Linked DNA regions of Macaca mulatta: region 1 is linked to region 2. Evidence: chromatin contacts called from public Hi-C data. All regions are on one chromosome and are shown on one strand. The core of a region is the stretch at or near the end of the contact, and the rest is flanking DNA. Distances in the headings are between cores, read along the strand shown.

Region 1 (4,430 bases), core at 1,780-4,279, 890 kb after region 2:
CAGTCGGCCATGGGTGGGCACGTGGGCAGTTTCCGAATTCTTTCCTATTACAAATCACACTGCAACACCATGCTTGCATTAGCCTTCCCGTGCAAAGACGGGAGTGTCACTCCAGAGCAGACACCAAGAACGCAGGCCGCGGAACACACGCTTCTTGAATTATAATAGCTGCTACCTGGTGGCCCTCCCGAGGGGCTGTACCAGGAGCCCGAGTGCCCACTCCCCACACCCTCCTCTGCACATGATAATATGTGATTTTTCGCCTCCCTCCCTCCCTTCCTCCCTCCCTTCCTTCCTTCCTCTCTTCCTCCCTCCCTCCCTCCTTTTTCTTTCTCTCTTTTTCTCTTTCTCTTTCTTTCTTTTTCTTGGCAGGGTCTCGCTCTGTCTCACTGGAATTCCCGTGCTTAAGTGATCCTTCCACCTCAGCCTCCCAAGTAGCTGGGACCACAGGCACACACTACCATGCACGGCTATTTTTTTGTATTTTTAGTAGAAACATGGGTTTTGCCATATTGGCCAGGCTGGTCTCAAACTCCTGAGCTCAAACGATCCGCCAGCCTCGGCCTCCCAAAGTGCTGGGATTACAGGTGTGAGCCACCGTGCCCAGTCATGATATTTCACCGTTGCAGAGCTGATGGGGGAAGAGCGACTTCTTGTGAGGCTTGGATCTCAGCTGCTTTCAGACGTCTGAATCAGGTGGCAGGCTTGAAGGGAACACAGCAGCCACGGTGCCACACAGCTGCTTTGAAGAAGGCCACATTCCCGATGTCTAACCAAGCATCTCCAGGTCACCAGCCGCCACCAGGCCTTTCTGGGGAGAACTGTGGCCTGCCTGTAAGGCCCCTTCTCACATTTGTACACCCCAAGCCACTGTCGCCCATAAACAAGCCATCTCCCTTCACTGCCAGCAAGCCCCGTGGTGAAGCCTCTTGCCAGCACCGAGCCACAGCCCCTTGACAGCGTCCTGTTGCAAGTCTCAGATGCGTACGAGCCCCGTGACGCAGTGGGGGTGGTGGCCGCATCGCCTCTTCTGAGCCCTTGACCCAGCTTTGCCTGCCATCCACCCTCCCTTCCTCTGACTTCCTGTAGAGAATCCCTTCCAGCCCAGGGCTGCAGCTCACTTCCCTGCCCCTGGCCCCACAATCAGTTCCTGACCCAGAATCCAGAAAGAGGTGGCCTTGGGACCGTTGGTTGAGAAAGCGTCTGTCTCTGGCTGGGCCTGCTGCGCAGGAAGGATGACGGGAGCTGCCCTGGGCCGTCTGTGCCCCACACAGAGCTGGAGTGAGAGAAATCCCGTTCTGATGCTGTTGCCGTGTGACTTGGTCCGGCCCTGCCTGACTTTAGCACACGCTGGGACACCACCGTTCCTGAGCCCCACACACTTCCTTTCCTTGACTACAGCCGCTTTGGCTGGGTCTCTGCTCTGGAAACAAGGGTGTCCTGATGCACTTGGTCAAAATCCCGGATGAGGCCAGGCGTGGTGGCTCACTCCTGTAATTCCAACACTTTGGGAGGCCGAGGTGGGCGGATCACCTGAGGTCAGGAGTTCAAGACCAGCCTAGCCAACATGGTAAAACCCCGTCTCTACTAAAAATACAAAAATTAGCTGGGCACGGTTGTGCACACTTGGAATCCCATCTATTCAGGAGGCTGAGGCAGGAGAATCATTTGAATTTAGGAGGCAGAGGTTGCAGTGAGCCAAGATCCTGCCACTGCACTCCAGCCTGAGCAACAGAGAAAAAAGAAAGAAAAGAAAAGAAAAAAGAAAGAGAAAGAGAAAGAAAGAGAGAAAGGAAAGAAAGAGAGAAAGGAAAGAAAAGAAAGAAAAAAGAAAAAAAAAATCTGGGATGCGCTGTGAAAGTCCCTACATGCCAGGGCTCCTCCTACAGGTGATCTCCATCAGTCCGAACCAAGGTCGTCTGAAGCAGGTGTGGAATCCTCCTGTTCAGACAGGGCCAGGGAGGCTCTGAGGGCAGCAGGGACAGGATTGACCAGAGCACCCAGGGAAGGTGTGGGGTGGGGGTCGGCCCGCACAGGAGTGGGGGGGCACCACTCCCTTAAGACCAGTTGTGGTAAAAGGAGCCAAGCCTCAGTTTCCCTGTCCGTAGAATGTGACCTCAGTCCTGACAGTAACAGCTGTGATTTGGGGTGGCAGAGCAGAAGGGCTTGGGAAGGAGGGGAAGCCATGCTGTCCAGCACGAGGAGAAGCTGAATAAAGGCTAGGGTTACACTTGAACCTCACCCCCCGCCCTCTCCCAAGATCTCCCACTCGGGGGGCAGCCTGTACGCAGCTTACACGAGTTCAATCCACACCAGCACCTGCTTGAGCTCTGACCCTGGCTCTGCCACTTGCCCGCTCCAGGACCTCCCATAAGTTACTTCATTTCTCTGGGCCTCAGTTTCTTTGTCTGCAAAATGGAAATCATAGTTTTCATCTCATAAAGGTTGTAAGTAAATGAAATTATTCATGTAACCCCTGGGCATGCCCAGGCACACGCTGAGCTCCACCAAACGTTACAAGTTAACATTGTCCCTCCCAGGCCCGCAGGGACTGCAGAGCCTCCCGAGGACCCCAGCCCCGCAACAACCGCCCTCGCCCTCCAGTCCCCCGCGCTCCCACAGCCCCCACCCTCCCTCTCCCGCGGTCCGCGGGCTCCACCAAGCGCCCACCAGCTGCGCTGCGGCGACGGCTCCGGGGCCTGAACCCGGTTCCGAACCCAGGCCTCGGGTGCCGTGGGGGGTGGGGCCGGGAGCGCGGCCGGAGAGGGAAGTCAGGGTCAGCTCCCCGCAGACGCCCCGGACCCCTGCCCCCGCGGCCACCCCGCGCATCCCCGCCGCCCCAGGACCGTCCCGAGACACTCGGGGAAACGCCTTCCCTGTGATGCCGCGGACCCGGTCCTCTCGCGGACACGGCGGGGCGGGACGGGGGTCGCAGCGTCCAGGGCGGCGCGGGCCCTTTAAGGCGGCTGGCCTCGTTAGCATATATTTGCATGGCCCCGCCCCGCCGCTTGAGGCTGCCGCGCGGGGCTCAGTCCGGCGGGGGCGCCGCGGAGAGCGGAGGGCGCAGGGCTGCGGAGCGCCGAGCGGAGGGCGCGGGACCCTGCACGCCGCCCGCGGGCCCATGTGAGCGCCATGCGGCGCCGCGCAGCCCGGGGACCCGGCCCGCCGCCCCAGCCGCCCCCAGGGCCCGGGCTCCGGCCGCTGCTGCTGCTGCTGCTGCTGCTGGCGCTGGGGACCCGCGGGGGCTGCGCTGCGCCCGCGCCCGCGCCGCGCGCCGAGGACCTCAGCCTGGGAGTGGTGAGCGCGCGGCCGAGGGCGCGGGGCCGGGACGGGCGCGGAGCTCCTGGGCCGGAGTCGGGGGTCCCCGCGGGCCGGGTGGCAGGGACCGGGAAGACCCCAGCAGTGCGCGTCGGCGTCGCGCGGGAGCCCGGGCGCCCTGGACCCATTTCCTGGGTGGGGAGACTGAGGCTGGGGCGTGGGCTGAGCGGCCGGGCGAGGGCACGCGAGTCCTAGGGAGGCGCCGGCTGCCGTCCCGGCTCCGTGCGCTCGGAGCGCGCCGCAGCCTCAGGAGCCCGTGGAGTTGTGAGGGGGTCGCCTACCCGGAGCCCGGGTCCCTGGCTTGCAGCAGCCCCAGAGCAGCCGGGGTGGGCGAGAGCAGGCATCGCGGCCGCTCCGAGCCCTGCGCGCTGCGTGCGTTCTGGGTGGAAGTGGTGGGGGCAGGAGCACGCACCTACAGAGCGAGGAAGGGCAGGGGCTACGGAGTGGGGGCACCCCAAAAGCCTTGAGCCCCAGAGTTTGCTCGGTTGAGGGTGTTGGGGGCACAGGGAAGCCGGCCCCCAGCTCACCACTGGGCAAGGACCTGGCCTCCAGCCTCCTTCCCCTCCACCCCAGGTCGGCCAGACTGGCCCTGCCTGGCCCTGGTACAGTACTGAGCCGGGGGCGCGGGGAGAGCCTTCCTCACCCCACACCGAGCCGCTGTCAGCTCAGCTTGGGAACCCTGCCTGGGGGCAGCGACGTGGCCTCTTCCCACAGCCCCCTCCCCTGTTCCGCAGCCGGGACTTGCGTCTCTTGTGGACCCGGAAGATTTAGAGCAGAAGTCGTGGGGTCAGTGCCCCCCGGCTGGGGCGGCCGGGTGGACTCGGGCTGGGTTCAGCGGTTCCTTCTGAGGCTCCTACCCACCGCTGCCTTCACTGCATTCCTACCCAGGGAGTCGGGCCAGGAGCCGAGGCCTCCCTGCCCCGCACAAGTGTTTGGCCCGGCCCTCGTCCGCGGACAGTCTCCCAGTGGGGTCCTGACAGGGCCCCTTGCCCAGCGCAGTGGACATTCAGGAGCTCCAAAACCTTGGGGTCCAAGCAAGTCAGCGCAGGTGGATTTCGGGCAGTCGAGGCATTTGGAGGGGCCGCTTGGGTGGCACCCGCAGCCCCTGTGGT
Region 2 (4,759 bases), core at 2,130-4,629:
AAAGAATAGATAGGATAAATAGAAAATAAATGGCAAGATAATAGATTTAGATCTAACCATACCAATAATCACATTAAATGTAAATGGTATAAATACCTCAAACTGAAAGACAGAGATGACAAATTGGACAATCTAGTATGCTGCTTACAGGAAACTCACTTCAAATATAAAGGCTCAAGTAAGTTAAAAGTAAAATAATCGAAAAAGTTATAGTATGCTAATATGAATAGCAAGGAAGTTCATTGACTATATTAACATTTGAGACAGTAGACTTTGTGGCAGAAAAAACAGGAATCAAGAGGATCATTACAAAATTGTAAATGGGGTAAATTTATCAAGAAATCTTAATAATCATAATAAAAGAGCATCAAAATATACACAGCAAAAACTGATAGATATGCAAGAAGTAGAAAAACCACAAATATTGTCAGAGATTTTAACACCCTCACTCAACAATTGATAGACCAAGTGAACAAATACTCAGTAAAGATGAACATCATCATGAACAACATGAACATCATCATCCAAGTCGACACTTTTAAAACGATCTACTCAACAATGGTAGAATACACGTTCTTTTCAAGTGCATACAGAACATTTACCAAGGAAAACCATATTCTGGCCATAAGAAAAGTCCCAGTAAATTTAAAAGACTTCAAGTTACACAAAATACATTTTTTAGTAATGTGGAATAAAAAATTGGAAAAATTGGAAATCAATAAAAAAAAAACTCAGCAAAATCTCTAAGTATTTGGAAACTCAATAACACATGTCTACCCGTAAGTCAAAAAAGGAACCAAAAGAAAAATTAGCATTTTGAAGTAAATGAGAATGAAAACACAGCATATCAAAACTTATGAGATGAGTTAAAGTGGCCTTAGAAGGAAATTTCTAGCATTACATTCTTAGAGGGAAAGTTATAGCACTGAACATCAATATTTCAGTAAAATTCTTAAAATTTTAGCAAATCCAAAAAAATGTATATATAAAGGATAATACATCATGAACAAGTAGGCATTACTCCAGAAATGTAAGATTAACTTGACATTTAAAAATTAATCAATATAATTAAACATATCAGGTGCTACATTACACGATCATCTCAATAGAAGCCTGGTGAGCATTTGACAGCCTTCAACATCCATTTCTGATTAAAACTGTCTGCAAACTACAACTAGAAGGTGGCTTCCCCATCATTATGAAAGACATCTATGGAAAATTTACAGTTAATATATATTTATACTTAAGCAGTTAAAAAGACTTTCTCCTATGATCAGGGCAAGGCAAGGGTGGGTGCTGGTTCTCATCACGTCTACTCAATGTTGTACTGGAGGTACAGTGCAATGTGCAGTTGCCCATGCAATAAGGCAAGAAAAAGAAATAAAAGGGATCTGTATTGGGAAGGAAAGTGTAAAGGCATTATTTATTTGCAGATGGTATATTGTATATGTAGAAAATTCTATAGGATCTACAAAAAAGCTGCTATAATTGAAAAGTGGGCCAGGCACGGTGGATCACACCTGTAATCCCAGCACTTTAGGAGGCCGAGGTGGGCAGATTGACTGAGCTCAGGAGTTTGAGGCCAGCCGGGGTAAAACAGTGAAACCCTATCTCTATTAAAATACAAAAAAAAAAAAAGCCGATTATGGTGGCATGCACCTGTAATCCTAGCTACTGGGGAGGCTGAGGCAGGAGAATCATTGGAACCCAGGAGGCAGAGGTTGCAGTGAGCTGAGATGGTGCCACCGCACTCCAGCCTAGGTGACAGAGCAGAAGAAGCCTCTGTCTCCAGAAAAAAAGAAAAGGATATAAAATCTATATACAACATGTATTGCATTTTATGTAATCATAATGAACAAGCAGAAATTGAAATAGAAATATAACTTACAGAGGCATAAAAATGATGTATACACAAAAGGTGTAAAGGACATTGCACTATAACCCAGTACTAAGAGAAAGAACATCTAAACGAATAGCCATATACTGCGCTCTTGGTTTGAAGTTTCAGTATTATTACGATGTCAGTTCTCCCCAAGTTGATCTACAAATTCAATGCCATTCCAATAAAAATCTCAGCAGATTTTGAAGAAATTGACATGGCAATTATAAAGTTTAAATGGTAGTACAAAGGACCTAGAAGAGCCAAAACAACTTGAGAAAGATCAGTACAGCTGGTAGACTTACACTACCTGACTTTAGAATTACTACAAAGTTATCATAATTAAGACAGTGTGGTATTGGCATAAAGACAGGCAAAAAGATCAATGGAACAGAGTAGAGATTCCAGAAATGAACTCAGAGGCATATGGTTAATTGATTTTTGGCAAAGCTGCAAAGGAAATTCAATGGAGAAAAGATAATCTTTCCAACAAATTATGCTGTAGAAATTGGACATCCATAGGCAGAAAAAACAAGCCTCAATTAATATTTTGTATCATCTATAAAATTAACTCAAAAAGGATAATATAATTAGCTGTAACACCTAAAACTGCTAAAATTCAGGAAGACAACATAGGAGAAAATCTTTGTTATCTTGGGTGAAGTAAATAATTCCTAGATATGACACAAGTATGATCTATAAATAGAAACAGATTATAAATTGTACTTTATCAAAATTAAGAATTTCTTCTCTTCAAATGATACTAAGAGAATGAAAATGTATGTATATCCCAGAATGGGCAAAAATAATTGGAAGTCACGTATCTGACACAGGACTTGTATCCAGAATATACCAGAACTCTTCAAACTCAAGAAGAAAAACATGCAACCACATTTTTAAAATGCATGATTTCCTTTTTTTAAAAAAAATTTTTGAAATGGGGTCTTCCTCTGTCACTCAGGCTGAAGTGCCGTGGTGTGATCATAGCTCACTACAGTCTCGACCTCCTGAGCTCAAGCCATCCTTCTGCCTCAGCCTCCTGAGTAACTGGGACTACAGGCATGTTGTAGAGGTGGGGTCTTACTATGTTGCCTAGGCTGGTTTCAAACGCCTGGACTCAAGATGACCTTGGCCTCCCAAGGTGCCGGGATTACAGGTGTGAGCCAACATGCCTTGCCCAAAATGCATACTTGTCTTTTTATTTGTATTCGTTCATTCGATACATATTTATTGATCACCTGTGCGAAGCCCTTTCTAGATGCTCAGTGATTATTGGTAAACCAAGCAGGAGGTCCCTGTCCTCTGGGACTTGTTTGTGGAGCACAGATATTTGCTGTGCAGCTGAAATATGTGCTATGGGGATAGGGCGCTGGTCTACCTAATGCACGCCCGCATCCCCGGCACCCAGGACCCTGGCGGGCTGCAGGCCCTCAGAATCGCTGTGCAATTGGCGATGGTAACACTCGGGGGATAAATTCCCCTACGCGACGCATGGGGGCGCTCACGCTCCACGCTGTGGCCACACTCTCAGGAGCGTTTGTTCGAACGGTCCGCGGTCATCATCCTTCCAGCTTAGCTTCTCAAAGAGGGGACGTGGACGAGGCTCTCATGATTAATGATCGCAGTACGGATTTGTAACTTATTATGGAAGAAAAGCCACATCAAGCATGTGTCGTTTGGAACAAGAGAGATTTGGCCGCCTCAGCGGTACCAAAGGACCGTGTCCTTTTCTGGGTCACGTTTTTTTTAGGTCTTGAAGAACAGTGATTTGTTCACTGCTAATGAAATCCTTAAGTGCTTCAAAGCATTACAACTTAGGGGAAGAAAGACTGGTGTGTCTTCTGAGACGCCCTGAGCAGCACAAATGACTAGAAATGCGTTTACACTTGACTACTTGGGCTGATTGCCTTTACAAAGAGGCACATAGAACCGCAGATATCTGCATGCACAGCCAGCAAAGCAATCGTAGAAATAACCACATTATTGGGAAGTCATATTTTAAGCCGAGGCAGACGCTGTGTCACTGAGTTCCTAGGGTAGTTCAGACACACCTAATATCCAGGTTTTTAGGGAGACTAACGTGTGCGTGGAGCTGTGTCTTGAAATAATTCAGTGTTCTAAGCCTCAGTGAAATCGTGTCTCTGGAAGGTCAATCATTGAAAGTATAATATAAAAACTCAAGAAAACAAGGAGACTTTGTGGCAGCTCTTAACGTTGTGAGACCAGCTGCAGTAGCTTTGTCAACTGTGGGGGCATCAGATAAATCATTTTAAGCTGGAAAAGTCCTTTGAGGTATCCAGATGGTTCGTAAGGCTACATAACTCTGTCAAATACCGTCACTTTGGGGATTTCTAAGAATTCAGAGGATATTAGGTCTTGATGCGTGGAAAGAGGCAATCGGCAGGATTTTAGCAAAGGGACTCTGAGACAAAAGCCACAAGTTTTTGTTCGTCCGTGCCTGCTTTCCTCAGTTTCACTGTGCAGCACCTCTCAAACTTTCATGAGAAATTTGGGATGCCCTGGTGCTCTGTATTTCTAACCAGCTCCCGGCCGACACTGAGGTTAGTGGTTCTTGAACCACGCTTCGGTGTTAGGGTGCTCTGTGGTACGTACCTCGAGGAAAGCGCTTCCACAGAGGGGAGAAGCCTGTTTACCACCCTGTCTACCACCTGCAGGATTCAGCTCATTCCTTCATTCAAGAAAATTGGGCAGCACTGTGGGAGGCCTGACTTACGCTAGTGGCTGGAGACAAAGGGTGAGTCAAACTGAACTTGGTTTCTCTCCTGTTGAGGCTTATTATTTTGGTTTGGGAGACAAGCACAGAGATTGGTAATTCCTAACTTTTAAATGCTGTATAACTTTTAAATGCTGTGCAGTGAG

Evidence for each region. A called contact is a pair of places that touch in the nucleus more often than the background predicts.
Region 1: a contact with region 2 is called in a Hi-C map of fetal cortical plate, with 5 times the contacts expected there. The contact joins the promoter of MMP17 here to the enhancer-like site in region 2. A contact is called at or near these places in 5 of 14 Hi-C or Micro-C datasets (blood, fetal cortex germinal zone, fetal cortical plate and 2 more).

What each region holds. Positions count from the first base shown.
Region 1 is chr11:139,191,214-139,195,643 of T2T-MMU8v2.0, forward strand. MMP17 (matrix metallopeptidase 17) reads left to right here and starts at 3,030. Exons shown (of 10, transcript XM_015109717.3): 1 at 3,030-3,297. The coding sequence starts at 3,133.
Region 2 is chr11:138,298,317-138,303,075 of T2T-MMU8v2.0, forward strand. No RefSeq gene overlaps it. Among named protein-coding and RNA genes, the nearest start is that of ADGRD1, 39 kb to the right of the region's middle. Within about 2 kb of position 3,380, at least 6 of the 40 cell types and tissues checked have an H3K27ac peak or open chromatin away from gene starts, as enhancers often do. A contact at or near this core is called in fetal cortex germinal zone and fetal cortical plate, where this site is marked.